Regions from separate parts of the Arachis hypogaea genome. Here region 2 is linked to region 1. A link is a contact called in public Hi-C data. All regions are on one chromosome and are shown on one strand. Each heading gives the region's core, a stretch centred on a gene start, on an enhancer-like site or on the middle of the called end of the contact. The rest is flanking DNA. Distances are from core to core; before and after follow the strand shown.

Region 1 (7,238 bases), core at 1,621-4,120:
TAATACATAAACATATATATAAGTTGAAAGGAGGTATTAAACGAGAAGCCTGAAAAATGAGTAAGGTACAAATAACAAGGAAAAATAGAAAAAAAAGACAAGGTGTATAATATATATATATATATAAGCACAATAGCCACTAGTCGCAACCTGCGAAGTTTAGGTCGACTAGGGTACAGAAATAAAATCAGTTTGACAACAATATTTCCTATCTCTCCCAAAATATACATCAAAGACTCTATAGACAAGTTTTCAAAATGATAAATACATACATATAAGTAAGTTTTTTAAGATAAATACGGAGAGATTCTAAGCAAAGTAAAACAGGAGTCCAATGATCTTTGCCATCTTTTATATGAATCACAACTCACTGCTGATAAAAGTACGGTAAAAGTGCCAAATAAATACAATGCACTATAATAGAAACTCACCAAGCATCCTAAGCCTCCTTTCATCAACTATTTATCCTAGGTTCTCACTAATCCATAAATAGACCACTATTATAAGGGAATACTAAATCTAATTCATCTTTCTCATCTTTTCCAACTCTCCAACATAACAGAACCAGAATCATGAATAGAACCATCACTAGCTACTTTGTCTCAGTAATTCTGTATCAATACCTCATATCTTCACCTGGAACAAGTGAAATCACTTCACTACGTCTACCTAGGTAGCTAAAATCATCTCATTTAATATTCATCATTATTAATCAATCATTTCATCATTTCATTTCAACAAGAGCATCCCTCAGCGTCAACCGACACCAGCATGAGGGACCTCTCAGTTGTACAAACACAAGCAACACAAACAAGTAATACACAAGTAGATTCAAGTAAGGCAAATAGCATATAATCACATAGTATGGCATATTCAATTAGGCAAACCAAATACAAATAAGCAAACCCAAACAAATCAAACATATGCAAATGACGTATGGCTGTCCTATGGCTGATGATATCATCTGTTGGTTACATAGCCAACCCGACATGTCACTACAAAAAATGAGGTTTAAAATGACATTTATATTACGGCTAGTATTCAAGTATTATGGCATTTTATGATGCTGCCATAATTAATTTGAATAAAATGGCAATTTTCGGTAACTTTGGCAGTTAAAACCGCCATTATCAGAGCACATTATGAAAAAAAAGCCCAAACAAAGGAAAACCCAAAAGCAAGGAAAATCCAAATATCTTAAATTGAATGTGTTCCCCCAACAAGGAAAACCCTAACACGCATTGTCACCACCGTCAAATCCAAAAACGACAATCTGTGCTCTGCTCCGGCAACGTTCTGCACCAGCGACTGTTCTGGCAACGATCTGCTCCGGTAACGATCTGCTCCAGCGAATGATCCGGCGATGATCTGCTCCAGCAAAAGCTCCGGCGACAATTTTCTCGGCGTTCTCCTCCGACGAGATTGTGTGCTGTGAACTGAAACGTTGTCTCCAGCGACGATCTCCTCTAGCGGCGCGTTCTCCTCCTTCAGTGAGCTTCTATGATTTGGATTTGATATGAAGATTGCCGCTCATCTCATCGCTGTCATTCATCTCTGCGCCATCGCAAGCAACACCGTTTTCAATCTGGCTCATCTCCTTGCCGTGGCAAGCAACGCCGTTGTTGCTGCCTTCAGCAAGCTTCTACAGTTTGGTTTCGCGATCTCTATCACTTCTAATAGGTAACTCTTCGTTTTTTTTAGATCTACTTCATGCTCTAGTAGGAAAAAATAAAGAATGCTGGTTCTGTTTTTATTATTGTGTTTTTAACTTTCATTGATCTTTTGTGAAGTTGTTGTTGTTAGCTTGTTACTGTTGCCTTTTCTGTTGTGTTGTTATTTTTTTGCTTCTTATTTTATTTAGTTTGAGACCTAATATGTTCTATTGAACTGATTAATCTGCATCATTTGTCCGAAATTAGTACAAAACATGGCGTGTGTGTATTTTCTGATGTAAGTGCTTGAATGATGGTTAAATGCAATAATGAAGAGACACAAAGCACTGCTAATCTATTCCATGAATGTTGTGTTAATGTTTGAATAATAAGTGTGTATTTTGACTTTCAATTTTTTATTTTCTTGCTAATTCAGAGGTATATAAAAGATCATAAAGGTGTTTGAACAATTTTTCTTCTGGATTGGAGGCTTTTGTCCCTCAAAAATTCTAAAGGTGATGCTTACTATCTAATTAAATAAAAGATGTTGAGAAAGCTTCCTCAATGTGAATGAGAGCACCAGTTTTGCATGTAAATGGTGATATGATGCATTATTAATAATTAAAAAAAAACCATTTTGATTGCAGATTTTGGTCCCTAGGATTGAAACCATGACAGAGCAACAAAGGTCAGACATAAGCAACCTTGGAAAATCTTGTCAGCAAGCAGAAGATGCTCTTTTCACAAGGCATGGACAAATTTCAACAAATGGTTTTAGAATCTGTAGTCGTAGGACAACTTGAAAAACAAACTAACACTCCAAAAATGTCTACTGCAATGGAGAGATTGGCAGGTCTAATGAGCTTTGTGAACCAAGTAAGAAATTTACTTCACTTTCTTGAATGAAAAGCCGTTAGTTATATTCAATTTAACTTTCACCGGTTTATTATTTTACCGCTGTGTCAGTTACAGCAATGATTGAACACAATTCTGCAATAAAGAATAACCCAATTTGTTTTAGAAGTGATGAAACTAGGAAACAGTATAGTGTTGTTCCAACCCATGTTACTTAAAGGAAAAGAAAACAAACAAAAGAAGGAAATAAAACATCTTCATTCACTAACTTGAAGATTGAGAACTAGAAAATTGAAGGAAACTTTACTATGTTTGAAACTTGACAAGATTGTCATTTATATGCTCATACCTTACAAGGGCGCCATGATGCTTCAGTCCCTCAAACCCGTGAAGCAGTTCAACCACCACATTTGCTCCTTCGCCATCTACAGCCACGACATGTCTCGCCAGATCGAGACTCACCACTACTGCTCCCGCCTCAACCAAGACTTTCTCCAGTGCGTTGTCTACGACTCTGACGACGCCAACGCCTGCCTCCTCGGTCTAATTACTCCCTCACTTCCCATGCATCATGCATGCATGTTTCTTCTTGTTATTTAAACTAACTTGCTCACTCTATATGAATGCGTGCCAGGTGTGGAGTACATCATTTCTGATAGGATCTTTGAAGATCTGCCTGATGAGGAGAAGAAGCTTTGGCACTCTCATGCTTATGAGGTTTTTCACTTTCATTCTCTATTTTTATTTTGTTTCCCTGTGTCATAAATATTTTATCTTAGACTAGTTGCATTGTTATTAAATTTGTACCTATTTATATATTTGTTCATAGTTTTCTAACCTTATTAGTTTCAACTTTTTTTAGTTTTTACTTGATTCTACTGTTTAGTGTTTTATGTTTTATGACTTCAAGAGAAATTAGATTGGTCAGTTTAATAGGAATTTTCTCAGTAAGCATTCTAGATACATTGGAGAATCTTTCACAACTATCCTTACTTGATGGAAATGATTTATCTGGTTCTATACCAGAAACATTAGGACTAGTTCAGACACTTGAGATTCTGTAAGTAATTACCTCATATTTCAGTTTTTTAATAAATTTTCTTGACTCTTTCTACCAATCTAATTTTATTTTTTTTCTTTATATTATTTGACTAGTTATATATTGTTTCTAATGACATCTTTTCATTGTTATAATTTCAATTTATAACAGCCGGCTTGATAGAAATTCCCTGACAGGAGAGGTTCCTACAAATCTTTGTAAGAGATGAGTTTGGATAATGAAGTTGGAGTGTTGGAGCAAGAAACAAAGATGTTGGAGCAAGTTCCCAGGATGAAACTCACACAAGAGACCAAGAAACTAAGGCAGGCTTGTTTTAAAGTTAATTAGAAAAGGAGAAAACTTTTGGTCTCCAAATCTTATTCATCATCACTTAGCTAAGCTACTTGTCTTGTATATTCATATTATAAGTAGTAAATACATCACTTATTAGATGGTTTAAATACATTATTAGATATTAACATAGTTTAGGAAACTGCATGGTAGATTTGACTGATTAGTGTTTATTGCAATGCTTGTATTTTGGTAAGTTTAGTAAGACAAGGTTTTGTATAAGAGTTATTACTTTTGATTTTCAATAATAAAAAATTATATATTATATTAATATTTTGTATACGAGTTATATAATATTTCATTTATGGATTATGATTTTTTGCTATTGTGAAATTTTAATCACAATTATTTATTTAACGCAATAAAAATGACAGTAAAAATTATTTTTTTAAACGATAAAAAATGTCACTGTCAGGGTAAAACGGCAGTTCAAAAATGCCTTTTTAACTAATAAAAACGCTACTGTCAGGGTAAAAATGGTGGTTCAAAAATACCGTTTTAACCAATCAAAACGCCACTCTGTCAAGGTAATAATGGCGGTTCAAACTGCCGTTTTAACCTATCCAAAAATCGCCATGTTAACGCTGGAAATAACAGCGGTTTGAACTGCCATTTTAACCAACCAAAACGCCACTCTGTCAGGGTAATAATGGCGGTTCAAACTGCCGTTTTAACCTATCCAAAAATCGTCATTTTAACCCTGGAAATAACGGCGGTTTGAATCGCCATTTTAACCTATTCAAAAACCGTTGTTTTAACCCAGGAAATTGTGGCAGTTTTCAGAAAACCTCCGTAATAACGAAAATGGCACCCAGAATTACGTCACTGTACGAAACCGCCATTCTTAGTAATAATGGCAGTTCAAACCACCGTAAATACCAAAAAAAATCGTCGTTTTTACCAGAAATTTTTGTAGTGTGTCCTGTTAGCGAACCATTGGACAGTCCCTGCGAGTGCGCATCCCCAAGCTCAAAATCATAATCATTCAAAATAAAAATATCCATGGGAGAGAGCTCATCCGGAAAGGTCTAAGTGTCTGGCCACTCTTACGATGCAGGGTCAACAGAATTTCGGATCTCAACCTGGAGCAAGTGGAGCCGACCCACTGCATCTACCTAAGAAAATCCAAAATTCAGATAACTTCTCAAATCTCAAATCATTCTTGACTGGGAGCAAGTGGGGGCTAACCACTGCATCTACCCCAAGAGACTCAAACCAAACTCGGAGCAAGTGGATCAATGCCACTGCATCTACCCAAGCAGGTGTATCACAATCAGGATCATATTCAATATCAATCTCATAATCATTATCATTCTCATTATTAATCTCGTAATCATCACCATTCTCTTTATCAATCTCATAATCATCATCATTTTCATTAAGAATCTCATCATCATCATCATTCTCATTAATAATATCATAATCATCATCATTCTCACTTAACATCTTGTTCATTTCTCTCAATTTTACTAACTCAATTCGTTTGGCTTTATCCTTAACTCTTCCATTCTCAATTCTACCGGCTCTAGACTCGTATCAAAGTTTATAAAGGTTTAGAGACCAAAAGAATAGTTGAAAGCCATAAAAATATATTTTTCCAAATTCTAGGAGGTGTGCGCATGCATACATGTGGTGTGCGTACGCAGAGGCTAAAAACTTGGGATCCGCGTACGCATGCAAAGCTCCGCGTACGCATGAGTTAAAAATTTAGTTAGTCACGTATGCATGTCAAAGGCCACGTACACATTCATATAAAAAAAACTGAAAATCTGATGTTGCAAAAATCAGCTTTTCAGTCCAATTTTCAAAACCTCATAACTTTTTCCACAAAATTCCTTATTCAACCATTCTTGAACCGTTGGAAATATCGATAAATGAATTTTCATAAAAATATAATCTTGAAAGTTTTTCAACTCCGAGAATTGAGTTGCGGCCCACCGAAGTTGGCCAAAAATCTATTTTTACAAAAAATACACATTTACCAATTTTCCAATGATTCACTAGCCTCAATCATTTTCGACTAACAAAATGAACCCAAACCAACTGCAGTTACATATTCACACACAACCAAATTCAAACCTACTCCATCTACACATTCCAACTCAAATACATCCAGGGACGGACCTACATAGGGCAGGAGGGGGTTCACTCTCATGTTAATTTTTTAAAATATATATATATATATATATATATATATATATATATATATATATATGTAATATGTTTTTATTTTAAATTTTAAATGACCTCATTACAAATAAATAAACCCAATTATTTAAAGTCCCAAACTCATTTTATATTTTTATTATTTTGACTATTAGTTAACCTAATCAAATTTAATCTTCTCCCATTCTCAAATCCTAGCCATCACCACTTCTTTATTCTCTTAAACCCTTTTCTCAGTTTTATATTTTCAACCTTTTTTTCTATTCTTTGTTTAGTGGTTATCTTCTTTTCATCAAAAGGTAAATTTTAAATCCTCTATTTTTTTATATACCTCTTTACGACTCTATGTATCTTTTAATTTCATTGTTTCTCTTTTTGATATTTTCAATTACAAATTTTAATTCAAGCAATTATAGTTTAGGTATTAATCTAATTTTTTATTCTCTTCATAAATTTATATATTTTATTTTATTCTCAATTTAGTGACCCTTATTATTTATTTGTTTATCTTTCGTTCTATTTTATTATATGTAATTATATTGCATATAAATTTCTAAAGTCAATTGATCAATTCATTAATTTAGAATATATTTTTTTGTTTTTAAAAATAGTAATAAAAAAATTTTTAAAATAGTAATGATTGTTTGGTTACATATATAGAGACATTCAATCAAGTTGATAATGAAATAATTATTTAACATTTTCAAAATATGAAAACAAGAAGACAAGTACCTTCAAGATTTGAAGAAAAAAAATTAGCAGCTAATGTAATTTTTTACTTTTTTTGTATTTGAATAATTAATGTGTGCTTTTATTTTATTAAATTTGAATTAATATATCTTTTGATAATAATATGCATTATTTTTGCTCCCTCAACATAAATTTTCTGGGTCCGTCACTGAATACATCCATTCCACATTTCAAAAATCTCATTTTTCACTATTTCATCAATCAATCAAATTCTCATACATTCCGTACCAATTTTCATTTAATCTCATACATTATCACACAATTCAATCATCACTTACCGTCCTTACCTTTTTCTGGCCTCCGGTCCAAAATCTACGGCCTCTAGCCCAAATTCACAATTTCAATGCATATTCCACAAACCAATAATCATTATCCTATTCATCAAATTTTTCAACACACCAAACATGCAATTTCACACAATTATC
Region 2 (7,238 bases), core at 3,134-5,633, 83 kb after region 1:
ACTAATACTGGGATTGTTTTAATCTTCTGGAAATAAAAAAGAGTAGTAGTTGTGGGTGGGGTGCCGATGGTGATGGAGTGGTAGCTAGTGGGCGGGGTGCTAGTAGTGGTGAGAAGAGAAAAAAAAAAAAAGTATTTTTGTCATTTAAAAAATTAGTCTGTCCAAAAAGATAATTTTAAAATTATTTTATCTAGAGATGATTTTGTATAAAAAAAATAAAAATAAAAAAATTTTTAACCTAAATTATAAGATCTAAAATCATATTTAATTTTTAATTTTTTTATTTAATATTAAATAATATTTTAAAATTTATTTAATTATTTTAAATTCTAAATTCTAAAACATAAACTCTTAATTTTATATTCTAAATATTATCAACTAATTAAAAGTTAATTGTCGGTAATTTTTTCAATTTTTATATTAGATGAAGCTAGTACCACATTAATTTAAGTGGCGCAAATACAATCTTGTTTCATATATTTCAGTGTCCGAGATGGCATCGAACAGAACCAAATCACGTACCCAACTTGCTACCTGAGGAACGAAGCCACGAAAGGGTAGTAATCGTTTGGAGTTTTGTTAATCAATTAACAAAGCAACATGAAATCCACATTGTGCACAAATGCTTTACGTACATCAGAGAGTTGAAAAGAATAAAGTACTTATCAGTGGTGGTGGTAATCTCTCTGAATCCAAGATCTTAACTCTAAAGAGCAGTGAAATGAGTTTGTAGTAATTGAAGATATTAGGATGTCGTTTAATTTACGTTTTTATTTTTTTTCCACTTTTATTGTTTTTTATTTTCTATATTTTGTGAAAAAAAATAAAAATAGAAAGTAAAAACAAAAAATAAAATTTTATTGTTTTCACTCTTTATAAAATCTAAAAATTAAAAAACACTAAAAATAAAAATACAAAACAAACACCCCCTAAAGTTTTTGGGACTTTTAGACAACCACATTATACATTAGTCACAGAGGATAATTACGGTCCAGTTTGTGTAAACAGTTTAATTAAGTTCTTTTTAAAAAAATAACTTAAACAATAAATAGCTATATTAAAAGTAGCTTATAAATAAGTTATTTTGTGTTTGATTTTTTAGTTCTAAAAGTATTTATTTTATAAAAATATGATAAAAAATAATAGTATTATAAAAGAAATCATTTTTTTTAACTTCTCTATAAGTTCCTAAATAGTTTCTTAAAAAACTGTAATTTGGTTTTGAAAATTATACCAATCATTAATACTACTACTTTTCATAAATTAAAAGCTAAAAAAAGTTACTTTTCAAACTCCCCAAATGGCCCTACATACAATTTTATTCAGATTTAGATTAAGCTTTCTCAATCACACTCGTGATTTTTCTGATCCTTGTCCTCACGGATCTTACATATGTCAGTCATGAAATTGTCTTCTTCATTATTATTAATTATTATATTATATAATTAATATCTTCTACCAAATAAGCCAGTTTTTCTTTTCTTTTTCTTATTGTCACACTTGATAATAAGAATTTCAATCGAATTAGACAACTTCCTACACAAAAACAGCAGCAATAGTAATTTATTTTTCAGTTTTTCTTTCTACAGAGTTTTGAGCATTTTTATTTTTAATTTTAGTTAATTGATAAGGTTCAAGGTGTTACAATAATTTTTCAAAAGAAAATAATTCTATAAATACAAGATTTAAGACAAAAGGAAACAAAAATTCACCAAGACTTTAAACAATGTTTGACAGATTCATACATGTCTTGCCTCCTTAAAAAATCTTTTACCTTGTAAAGAAAAATGAGTAAATGGTTAAATTAATTTTTAAAAGATTACTCATTTTTAAATTAATTTTTGAAAATTTTTTTTAATTAAATTTGTCCTTCAAAAATTTGAAATTAGTCATTTTAGTTCTTCCGTCACTTTCATTGCTAACGACGTTAAAATTTATTGATGTGACACGTTAAGTGACACCACAATACACACTTAGTAGTCCTAATTGGCGGCTAACATGATAAGTTTATGAAATTAGATCAAATTCGTTACTTCCATTGCTAACGACGTCAAAATTTGTTGATGTGACATGTTAAGTGACAGCACAACACACACCTAGTAATCCTAATTGGTGACTAACATGATAAATTTATAAAATTAGATCAAATCAACCCTAAATTGTAGGATTCCAATGTCTCAAGTTCTTCCCTCAATTAGGTTTTGATTTGATCTAATTTTATAAACTTATGCTAATAGTCAATTAAGACTCTTGTGTGTTATAGTATCACTTAACATGTAACATTAACAAATTTTGATATCATCAACAAAGAAAATGGCAGAATGACTAATGCGATTAATTTAAAATCTTTGAAGAACGAATTTGATTAAAAAAAATTTGGGAAATTAATTTGAAGAACGAGTGATCTTTCAAGAACAAATTTGACAATTTACTCAAAAAAATTCATTGGAAAAAACTGAAGAACAAAGATAAATAAATAAATAAAGATTACTCCTTATACACTTTAAGGACAGAGAAATTTAAAACCCACATTAAGTAAATCTTGTTATTCCTTTTGCCTTAAGTCTTCTGTTGCTCGGAATCTTTATCTCTAAACTCATGATAAACGTTAGGTGAATACTATGGTGTTTAAAAAGTAGTGCTTATTTATTAAAAAGAGTTAAAAAATAATATTTAATTTAAAAGATATAATAATAAATAATTTTTAAAAAATCAAAACTTACTACAAAAAGTAAGTTAGGCAAAATTTAGGCAAAATTTAGACACCAACTTATAGACACCATAGAATTGGCCTAAACGTTAATATCAAACTCTATTGATTTGTCAGTTACTCACAAAGTTAACTAGTATGGAGTGGAACCATCCAGTCATCCACCAAACTTACTGTATTCTCACTCTGATCTTAATAACATCCACATCATGATAGTAATGTGCTAAAAAGTAGTGGTTAGATAACATTGGCTGGAAAGTGGAAATCACGTAGTATTAGTTCCATGCCATTACTACCGATCAAAATTCAAATCAATGTGTTTAACAGGCTGTGCTACCCTAGAACCCTAGAACCTACCTAAGTTATGGAATCATGCAAGTTAGTTACATAAAGCTAATGGAATACAGAAATAAAGGAAGCTCTTTCAATTCGTTAACATAATGACAGGGTTGTTATTTAGTCATGGACGATCATATAACACTAACAGGAATATGATGGGTTTTTGCAACATGCAAAATTACAATATGACATGTGATATTGTTAAGGCAAATTCTATGGTGCCTATAACTTTGGTACTGAAATTGTCGAACTTATCATGTATGGTAAGTTTTAAATATTAAAAAATTATTTATTTTTATATTTTTTAATTTAAATATTAATTTTTATCTTCTTTTAGTAAGTTAGGCAAATATAGATATACACCATAGAATGTACCTATTGTTAAAACTACTCTATTGATTCTGTCATTACTCATTATATATAGTCTCACATTTCTGCCTTCTTCGTTGTAGCAGTAATTTTCATAAATAAATGTTTAAGGGCTGGTAATGGATAGAATAGGATGGGGTTTGGACTCTACCCTAACTCTACTCGCGGGTTGAGAATTTTTTAACCCTAACCCTACTCGCACCCTAAAGTTCTAAACCCTATCTTACCCATAGAAAAATAAAAAAATTTCAAGCAAATATAAAATTCAACCATTTCAAATTTTATACGTATTAATAAAATAAAAAATAAAAAATTAAATTCAAATTAAAATTAAAAATAATAAAATTTTTAAAAAATCTAACATAAAATTACAAATAATATGATTATCAACTAATTTAATGGTTATTTCAAGTTTTTATAAGAGAAAGATTGTATGTTCAACACTCACTTTTTTTTACTACATACATAACTTTTACATATATATTATATAATATATTAGGAATATACGAGTAAGGTAAGATAAGGTATACCCTAAACTCGTACCGTACCCTACCTACAAGTAAACCCGCACCGCACCGTACCCTACCTGAACGAGTTAGTCCGAATTGGGTACCTCGGATAGGGTATAAATTACCAGCCCTACATTTTTCTTTAGGTGGAACCTTTAATAATTTATTATATTTTATTTTTTGTGTCATTAAAATTCATTATTTTGGACAACAGGAAAAATCCTATCATGGAATGAAGTCTCCCTGGTGCTGCAAGTTTGCTGGTCTACATATGATTTTTCTGAAAGGCCAAAAGTTACATGGGCCGAGTTGGGCCTTTCTCAGACCAGCCCAACAGAACATTACACTGAAATTGTCTTCTCTTTTTTTTTTTTGGCGGCCGTTGATAGTCTGAACTCAGAAGTCTGCTCTTTTGGTCCTTCTCTATAACTAGTGGTTTTGAAATGGGTATTCGGAAGATAAAAATGATATGGAATTAACCTGAACCCTAAACCCTATAGTAATCATTAATCAATCTCCGTATAGGTGGATACCCGTTGATTCAATCAAACAATAATTAAGCCCCCACACACAACAGGGACATTGACTGAGCTTTCTTCAGTCAACATTCAAATTTATTCAGTTGTTCATTCCTTTCTGTATAGCCAACTTGAGAAATGAGAAGTGAGAACACACATAACATAAAGGAAAGAGCTTATTGCATAGTTAAAGAGGTCTGATTCTTTATTAGGTTCGCGACATGCTGAGCCACCCACAATGAGCCAGCCTCAGTGCAGGAGAATCCATGAGTATGGTTCTCTCGTTCAACAGCTACTGTAATACCTGGAACCTGCTTTGATATCTGCAACCGCAATAACACTGATCATGAGACAACACTTCCTTGTTATGAAAAATATTCTTGTGTAACTTGTGCACAAGAATCTGATTGGTAGAGGTTATCACTTTTATCTTTTGAATTGAATTCTTCACCGTTGTTTCAGTTAAGCATAAATATGATTGGTGAAAATAGTTCGTGCAATATTGGATCGTTCCATATAGCATCTCTCTATGATCATTTAACATTCTTGTGAAAGAACTATTTTCCATAATCTAATGTTCACATGGTATATTATATTTTAGTACTTGAATTAAAAAAGCAGCATTAAGAATCATTACTGCAATAATTACTTAAAAGCATAAAAGAGAAGATTAATTTGTTGCAAAAACTTCTCTTCCTGTAACAAGTATATGAAATACCATTAGAATGGTGCCAACTTCTCTCTTGAAAGGGAATTGAAATTCGAAATTGAAATGGAAGACCCCCTAATCACCAATTCATAATTTTCTGTATTTCAGTTTGGAACTCAAAAACTACAGTTCAGAAAAGGCTCTGAAAGAAAAGCTATTTCCCAAACCATGGTCTGTAGATCTTTGAAAGGAAATCGAAAGGCCTTGTAGTCAACTTTTGTGACAGCTTCTTGTTGGCTTTTTAGTTTCTTCTGTGCTAATAGCACTCTCTATTGATAACTTTTTAAGAAAATAAAATAAAATTTAAGCTAAAGACAGTTCCATCCTCCAAAACAACAAAGAGAATGGGGGGAAGAGAGCAAGTGAACCTAAAAAGCCATGCCATGCTCAATTCCAAGGGTTATCTGTTTTACTTTGTTATCTGTTTATCACAGTAATTTTGTTTAGAAAAAGACTAAATCATTCAAAATGAAATTAAGGACTGTGAAAAGTAAGTAATTAAGTATCATGTTTTATGGTAAATCATAAAAGTTTTCTTTGGGGGAGAAAAGGATCTTCTATTTCCATAGCCAGGGCCAAACATCAACCTTGGCTAAGGCTAATAGTTATATCACTGATCGTCCATCGACTACTGATTGGGGATTTTTGCATTTGAACCAATGCAATTATCATGAGTAAGACATCAACTAGATGAACTGACCACATGTCTAGGAACAGTTCAATGCAATTCACTTTCATTTGATAGTTTGATATGTTTTCTACAAGTTACCTCTTCAAGAACATGAAGTGGACCCCAGTGATCATCATCGCCAAATAAAAATGAAATTTGAGCCTTCCTTTCCCTTATAAATGTCCAATCCGGTCCTTCTGCAAACTAACATATAATGAGCCGGTAAGAATGGTTGTAAATTTAGTCTCAACCTAGTGTAATGCAAGAGAGTCTAGAATGTTATCGAGTGTTCCAAGTGTGTGCTTCATATCCGATCCTCCCAAACTCCTATTGGCTGTAACCCAAACATGAAGAAAAATTGTTCAGAGTTAAGAACCTCCTTGCACACTTCAATGATGAAGTTCGAGTGCATCAATGACTTTGAATATTGAGAATTTAGGGACTCCCCCCACCCCCTTTAGGTATTCTGAACAAATAAGGACTCCCTCCTAGTCAGTCTTCTTTTATTTAGATTGTCTTCAACTTTTCATGTATCAATAATTGCTTCCTTTTTTTTTTGTTTTCCGATAAATTTCTAATTGAAATTAAAATTTGAAAGTGAGAATGCAAATCAAATCAAATTTGTTTTCTAATTAAAATTTCTAATCTCTCTCTCTCTCTCTTATATATTGTTAGAAACAAGAGACTAAACTGGAGGAAGGATTTGTGTATTATTGAGTATAATTAAGTTGTCTATTTAAGTTGTTTGAAGTGATACAATATAGAAGGGTATTTATAGGGACTAAGAGAATCGTAATAATAAAGAAGTAATATTCTATAATAAATATTCAGATATACTAAATAATTCTAAGGGTTAAGTACTGAAATCGTCCCTAAGGTAAGGGGCGAAAATCAAAATCGTCCCCGACCTTTTTTTGTTATTAAAATCATCCTCAACGTTACAAAACGTTATAAAATCGTCCTTTTTACCAATTTTATTTTTTTTATTACCAAACTACCCCTCATTAAAAAAATTATAAAATAAAATAAATATAATTATAAAATAAAATAAATTAAAAAGAAAGGAAAGAGAAAAATGGCTTCAGGAAACAAAAAGAAAGAAAGAACGAAACGGTGAGAGGGCTTGAGGGAGAGAGTGACTGACGGAGAGCTGAGAAGGGAAGAAAGGGAGGTCGTGTCCAGCGCCGCCGCCGCCGTGCCCAGATGCCTTGCTTGTCATCGTCGCCATCAAAGGGAAGAGGGAGAGAGAGTGCCGTCGCCAATCAGAGTTGAGCCGAGAAGAGAGACAGCGCGAGAGAGGGAGTGAGCCACCGAGGGGAGCGTCACCACCGCCAGGGCCGCCGTTGAGGGGGGCTGGGGGGAGGAGGAGGGAAGGGAAGCCGCACCGCCGCCCCGTCGCACCGCCGCCCCGTCG

Evidence for each region. Hi-C and Micro-C count contacts between places; a contact is called where the count stands out from the background.
Region 2: a Hi-C map of leaf shows a contact between it and region 1, with 1.8 times the contacts expected there. The contact joins the enhancer-like site here to the promoter of LOC112757306 in region 1. A contact is called at or near these places in 2 of 8 Hi-C or Micro-C datasets (leaf and an unstated tissue).

The regions. Positions count from the first base shown.
Region 1 is chr16:104,007,855-104,015,092 of arahy.Tifrunner.gnm2.J5K5, forward strand. LOC112757306 (oil body-associated protein 2A-like) reads left to right here and starts at 2,871. Exons shown (of 3, transcript XM_025805899.1): 1 at 2,871-3,048; 2 at 3,142-3,224. The coding sequence starts at 2,871.
Region 2 is chr16:104,089,583-104,096,820 of arahy.Tifrunner.gnm2.J5K5, forward strand. It overlaps LOC112754582, which reads right to left. Exons shown (of 13, transcript XR_011874392.1): 12 at 5,924-6,021; 13 at 4,403-4,768. Among protein-coding and RNA genes, the nearest start is that of LOC112754582, 13 kb to the right of the region's middle. Within about 2 kb of position 4,384, at least 3 of the 3 cell types and tissues checked have open chromatin away from gene starts, as enhancers often do.